2 separate regions of the Sus scrofa genome follow, and region 1 is linked to region 2. The links are chromatin contacts, called in public Hi-C maps. All regions are on one chromosome and are shown on one strand. Each heading gives the region's core, a stretch centred on a gene start, on an enhancer-like site or on the middle of the called end of the contact. The rest is flanking DNA. Distances are from core to core; before and after follow the strand shown.

The links. A called contact is a pair of places that touch in the nucleus more often than the background predicts.
Region 1: a Hi-C map of embryonic fibroblasts shows a contact between it and region 2, with 4 times the contacts expected there. The contact joins the promoter of BRPF3 here to the promoter of MAPK13 in region 2. A contact is called at or near these places in 3 of 5 promoter capture datasets (fetal liver, fetal skeletal muscle and liver), 23 of 47 Hi-C or Micro-C datasets (adipose tissue, alveolar macrophages, blood and 9 more) and 2 of 2 datasets of contacts at active chromatin or transcription factors (alveolar macrophages and skeletal muscle).

What each region holds. Positions count from the first base shown.
Region 1 is chr7:31,924,967-31,928,164 of Sscrofa11.1, forward strand. BRPF3 (bromodomain and PHD finger-containing protein 3) reads left to right here and starts at 1,347. Exons shown (of 13, transcript XM_021098638.1): 1 at 1,347-1,578. It overlaps LOC110261741 (atherin-like), which reads right to left. Exons shown (of 5, transcript XM_021100034.1): 2 at 2,140-2,198; 3 at 1,693-1,989; 4 at 179-1,631. The coding sequence ends at 990.
Region 2 is chr7:31,879,165-31,882,231 of Sscrofa11.1, forward strand. MAPK13 (mitogen-activated protein kinase 13) reads left to right here and starts at 1,479. Exons shown (of 12, transcript XM_021098634.1): 1 at 1,479-1,722; 2 at 2,452-2,581. The coding sequence starts at 1,604. LOC110261511 (a long non-coding RNA gene) reads right to left here. Exons shown (of 5, transcript XR_002345687.1): 5 at 2,588-3,067.

The DNA.
Region 1 (3,198 bases), core at 97-2,596, 46 kb after region 2:
TCAAACCCCAAACACAGTATGTTTAAATTCCTTAGGATCATAAACATCTATACCTCAAAAGTTCGTTCAGTTTAAACATTTGGAAGACTTGAATCCTAAGCTTTTATCCTTCTTGCTCTGACTCTACAATCTATGTTCTTGATTGTCAGAACCAAGAGAAAAATTGTGAAAGTCTTACCAAGCTGTACTAGGAGCGCGGACAGCGGAAACGCTTTCAATATGTCATTCATCTTCACTTTTAAGGCAGTCTGTCCATACATACTTTCTGAACATCGTTAAATATTGGTGCTTAAGACTTCAGTCATGTGAGGTAAACGTTCCAATTCATAGGCAAAGTGGGTGGTGGTGGCAAAGGAGCGCTTTTCTAAAATTTACCAAAGTAAAAGCCAAGCTGATTGTATCTGAAAGTCTGAAGCTGCCATTTGTCAAATATCAATTAGAAAGCCGCTTTTGCGTTAACCGATTCCTAGCCAAATCAGTCTTAAGGAGAGACTGTTTCCCTTGTCTACAAACGAGGTGCCAGACGTCCTTAAGCAGACCGTCAAACTTTTACGTTTTTTTCTTTTTAAACACAGGAGGGAGACGATGGGACACTGAGAAACATCAGGTCTGTTTCTTAAGAAGGATGTCTCTGGGGGAAGCAGGCGCTCACCTGTACCCAACAGTGGCAGGTCTTCCCCGGCTGTCTTCCCTGGGGGAGGGTACGGACATCGATAGACCTTTGTCCTCCCGACTGCAGCAAGGGGGTTGGGGGAGGGGCGCGACTTTCTGGGAGTAGTACAGGCACCTGCACCCCGAGACGCAGACCGGTTTTGACATCAATGTCTGCCCTGGCTTAACCTTTGGAGGGACCCTCAAGCCCAGGGAGGGGTTTGTTGCCCTAAACCTTGGCTGCCTCTCCCGCAGGGCTGGGGGAGGGGACGGCTGATCACTCTAAAGAGTTAGGGACCCCGGTCTTTCCCAATAGGACCTGAACGTCCTCCAGCTCTCTAGCCCGGCTTGCCCCGCGGCGAGCTGGGCCGGGGTAAGCCGGGGCAGATCCTTCTTTGCTCCGCGCCCCTACCGCGTCCGCACCGCCACCGTGAGGCCGAGCAGGGGACAGTGCCCTGTGGCGGCAGCGGCTCCGCGCTCCTCTCCGCGCAGCCCCGGCTGCCGCCGCGCCGGGCACGGGCGGGGGGATTTTTTCCCCCCGTTTCCCCCCCTCTTTCGCGCTCTCGCTCCTGTTCAGCGGGAGAGCCCGCGGAGCCAGGGAGGGAGCGAGGGAAGGGGTGGAGGTGGCGGGGGGGTGGGGGAGGCCGGAGGGGCGGATCCTGCCTGGGGGCTGATCCCTCCCTCCCCTCGGCCGGGCTCCGTGGCGGCAGCGGCGGCGACGGCGGCTTCATTCCCCCTCCTCCCCCGGGAGCGGCGGCGGCGGCTGGGCTGGGGCCCCAGCGCGGGCCGGGAGGGGGCACGTCAGTGGCCGCCGAGGCTAGCGCGGGAGGAGGCCGCGCTTCGCTCCCCCGGCCGAACCGACTGCTCGACTGCCGGCCCGCCCGCGCCCAGGGGCCCCCGAACGGTGGGGCCGGGCCAGCGGCTGAGGTAATGGGGGCGGCAGCGGGACCAGACGGAGCGGGGGCCGAGGGCAGAGGGGCCTACGGGGACCGGGGACTGCGCAGGGTGGGGGAGGGAAGCGAGGGGCTTCCCGAGCTGGGCGGGGGCGGTGCGAAAGCTGTTTCCTAGAGCCAAGGCGGCGGCGGGGAAGGAGAAGGCGAGCGAGGGGGGGAGCTGAAAAGCAAGGACCCCCTCCCGCAGCCGCCATCTTGTTTTCCCCCCGGCCCTGGAAGCTGAGCCACCGAGCCCCGCCCCCACCACGCTCTCCAATTGGTCGAGCCAGAGGGGAGTTCCACCCTCTGAGCGTCCCTTGGCGCCCCGGTTTCTCCTGACGGGCAGGTGAGGCGGCCAATGGGTGCTCGCTTCTGTGCCCCGCTCGTTCTCAGGGGCTCGCTTTCTCTGTGTGAGGGTCGGACTCCGCGTCAGTCTGTCGCTGGCGCGCTCGCCCCCTCCTCGATGTTATTTCCCTCCTTTCTCCTCAGAAGGGTCGAGATTTTTCTGGAAGAGGTGCTTCTTTAAAAGGGCAGGAGCCTTGGGAGGGGTCCTCACTTGTCTCCTGAATATCTCGTGTAGGGTGCAGTGGGGGACGATAATAATTCTTTCCGGACCTGGGTGGGGTGGGCGAGTGGGGGGCTCAGGGGATGCGGAGAAGACCTCCGGTGGTGTGGGAAATTTTTGGAGTTGTGTATGTGGGAAGGGCTGCGTGGGATTAGAAACTCCCGCCAAAAAACTAGATTGTAAGCTCTTTGCGGGCGAAACTCATCTCATTTTCCTCAGCAGCAGCCCTTCCCCCTCTAGAGTTTGCCCCTCAGAGACTTGAATGGGACAGCAGAGGTCTCTGTAGGTACTTGATGCTTGCCTGAGAGATGGCTGAACTGCCTGGGAGGCAGCCGGGAGGGAGGGAGAACACACAGTGGCTTTAACAAAGGAGGGGGCACGTCGCCTCCCTCAACTACTGAGGTAGCTTTTCACAGCTCTGCAAGGGTCTCCGTGCCCTTGAAGGGGTGGGGGCAGGTCTCTTGGCCCGGACTGCCCCTATGGAGTTTGCATTTATGAGGCGCGTAGTGGCCAAGGGTCCCTGGAACCTGTTCAGAATTGCCGTGATGATTCTCTTTCCTTTGGTTATGAATAGGATTGTGCCCGCCTGCCACTGTGCCTCAGCCAAATTGGTTGTTGGTAGTCTCACTTTGGGATTGGAAGGCCTTTTAAGTAAGGATGTTAATAATAGCTCATTAACAAATAGGAACGCTTAAAGACAGATTTCATTAATTTCATTTTACTGATTAGAGTATGGGGGCACCGGAGATCGAGTGACTTTCTCCAGTTACCCAGGGCCAAGATTAGAACCTAGATTGCCCCCAGGCTTCTTTTTGTACCAGACCATGGCATCTCTGTGGTGTTTTTACATCTTGGTGAGATGAGCTGAGCAGATCACAAGATTTGGGCTTGAGCTGTAGCTTTACGACTTAACCAGCTTTGGGTGGAGTGACACTTTTGTGAGCCTTTGTTTCTTCATCTGTAAAATGGAGATGAGGATATTCTACCTTCCAAGGTAGCTGAGAAATATTACAAGTAAAAGGGCTTCGTAGTTTATAAAAGTGTGCTAAA
Region 2 (3,067 bases), core at 229-2,728:
AAAATGAGGATAATAGTACTGACTCATAGACCTCTTACCAGGATTAAGGGAGCTGTGTATGTAAAACACTTAGAATAATGACTGGTACATGGCAAGCCCAAGTGTTCATTAAGTAAGTATTTCTTTCATTTCTAATGGGCTGACTCTTCCATTCATTCGCCACATAGTTTTTGATATCCTACTAGGTGCTGGATATGAATAAGACAGTGTCCCTGCCTGCAATGCCCGATGGGCATTTCCGTGGGGTTCAAGCACCCCTCCCCCACACCCCCAGTGGTCTTCCAGGACTGCACAGGAAGGGCTTGGCACAGGGTTTGGGTTCTGAAGACTTCCTAGGGAGGGCCCCCAGCTTTCTGTAGGCCACAAGCTAGTTCCTTTCCTTCTTCTCTCCTGTTGACAAAGTGAAGCAAGTGGTCCCCACCCTTTCCGCAACCCCAGGCCAGCAGGGGGTCAGACAAGCCAGGCCAGGCAACTGGATTTCTTGTGGCCATTTTCTGCCCCGACCCTGTTCCTCGGAGACCTCTGTGATTTAATTTGAGCACAGAATCTTCCTCGGGCTGCACAAGCCATCAGACACAGGTGGCAGAAGACCCTGACTTGTCATTGCCCTCTCATGGAATTAGAAGGCCAGCAAAAACCCCATTCAAAACAGGAAATTTGAACCTAGACTAGATAGTTGGTATTACAGAATTAGTTAATTAACTTTAGGTGTAAAAAAGGATATTGTGGTTGTGTTTTTAAAATAATCCTTATCTTTAGAGACACAAAAATATTTGTGGGTGAAATGATATACTGCCTGGTTTTGCTTCAGAATGATGGAGTGGGTGGGTGTATGTAGAGGAAACAAAACTGACCAAGAGTTGACATTGTTGAAGCTGGGACTGAGGTCAGGCAGGGTCGTTAAAACCTCTCTATCACAGTGCAGTCCCGGGATCCCCTGAGCCTAGGAGGTGGTTAGAAATGCAGAATCTTGGCTTCTTTCCCGACCTTCTGAATCAGAATCTGTACTTAATAACACGTCAGGGGATCCATGTGCACATTCAAATGTGAGAAGCACTGAGCTATTATCTACCTCTGTATATGTTTGAAACTTTCCATACTTCCATAGTCAAAGTTGTGGAGTTTGGTTTTATTTTCCAAAATGGTTTCCAAAATCTCTGGGAGATCTTCCTACAGAGTCCCGCGCTTGAGGGAGCCAGGAAGCCCTGTCCTCCCGCCCTCTTGCCCAGGGAGCCCCTGGGTCGCTCGGGCCCCCGGCCCCCGGCCCAGCTCATGGAGGAGGAAAGCACCCCTTCCTGCAGGGCAGCGCACCTGCCGCTCCTGGCTGCTCTGTGCCGGGGCCCCGCCCACCACTCCCGGGCTGGCGGAAATCTGGGGCTCCGCGCGCGAGCCGTCGGGCAGGCCTGGGCGGGGCAGCGGCGCACCTGGGCGAGCCGGCAGGTGGGCCGCGCGGCCCGGGCCCCCGCCCTCGCGGGGGAGGAGCAGGCGGCGCGGGGAGGGCACGGCGGGGACCGCGGGCGGGGTGGGGGGGACCGGTGCTGAGAGCCTGGCGGGCGGCGATCGCGGCCACCGCGCTGGAGGCCGCGAAGATTGAGTGCCCGGGATGAGCCTCACCCGGAAAAGGGGTTTCTACAAGCAGGACGTCAACAAGACCGCCTGGGAGCTGCCCAAGACCTACGTGTCCCTGACGAACGTAGGCAGCGGGGCCTACGGTGCAGTGTGGTGAGACCCCCGGGCCTGCGCGCCCGCGGAGGGGCGCGGGAGGCGTCTGGGGCCTCGGGACGAAACGCCGGCGGGCGACCGGGCACCCGGACGCCGGTGGAATCTCCGGATGAGCCGGGGCCCAGCCAGTGCCCTCTTCCCGGACCCGCCTCCGCTGTCCCCTGTCCTGCTGAGCTCTCGAGGCTGGGCGCCTACCAGCTTGATAGAGGACCCCAAGGCCCAAAGCCCTGCGGGCTTGGAAGTCCTTGGCGGGTGCTTTTCTAGGCTGAACCCCAGGAGAAGGCGGCCGGCTGGGCTGCGAAGCCGGGAAGGAGCGGGAAGCCTCAGGCGCCATCTCACTTTAATCACCGGCTTGGCAGGGGTCTCTGTGGGTTGAACTAGGACTGGATCTGTTTCTTCAGGACTTGAACCTTACCCGGGACCCCAGAGTTCATGCGGGCGAATCCCCATTGTTACAAACGGGTACACTGAGGCCCAAACAAGAAGGGACTTGCCAAGTTGCTCTGGGTCCTGTTGGCATTCACCTGTGTCTGAACCCTTGCTGCACACCTCTCAGATTCTGCCCGCTCCCTCTCCATCTTCCACCTCCCACCCCACTGTGCTCTCAGCTGCCCCCTCACAGTCCAGGAGGTGGGGCTTCACCACCACCCCAGCCTAGACTGCTGACTGGGAGAGGCTGGGGTGAGTCCGAGGAAGCCGCTGCCTGCTGACCTGCCTGTGCCTCCACAGCTCAGCCATTGACAAGCGGTCGGGGGAGAAGGTGGCCATCAAGAAGCTGAGCCGGCCCTTCCAGTCTGAGATCTTTGCCAAGCGTGCCTACCGGGAGCTGATGCTGCTGAAACACATGCAGCATGAGAATGTAGGCTGGGCTGGGGGGCTGCCTGGGGAAGACAGAGGGGAGGGGGTCCCAGAGACCTGGCTAGGCCCCTCCACGTGTGGGGAGAAGGCCCTGGAGGGTGCGGGGAGCAAAGGAAGAATTTCCTGGCTCCTCTGACCCTTGATTCTCACCTAATAATTAAAACCGGGTGCCAGGACCCACCCTGCCTACTTCCCAGAAAGGGTGCAAGGAGAATTTCTGGCAGTGGAGCAGAACGAACCTTGTGAGGTGCTCCTTGTAGTTGTTCTAGATCGAAGAGCTGGTGCCCAGAATCCTCCTTAATGTTGTTTCCACATGTGACCCTGATAATAATAATAACAACAATAAGGGATACTCATCGGGGACTTACTATGTGCCCAGCGCAGTTCTAGGAACTCTACATGCAACTAACTTGTTTAATCCTCACACTATCACATAAATACCATTACTCCCAAGTACAGATGGGGAAACTGAGGCACAGACTCAAGG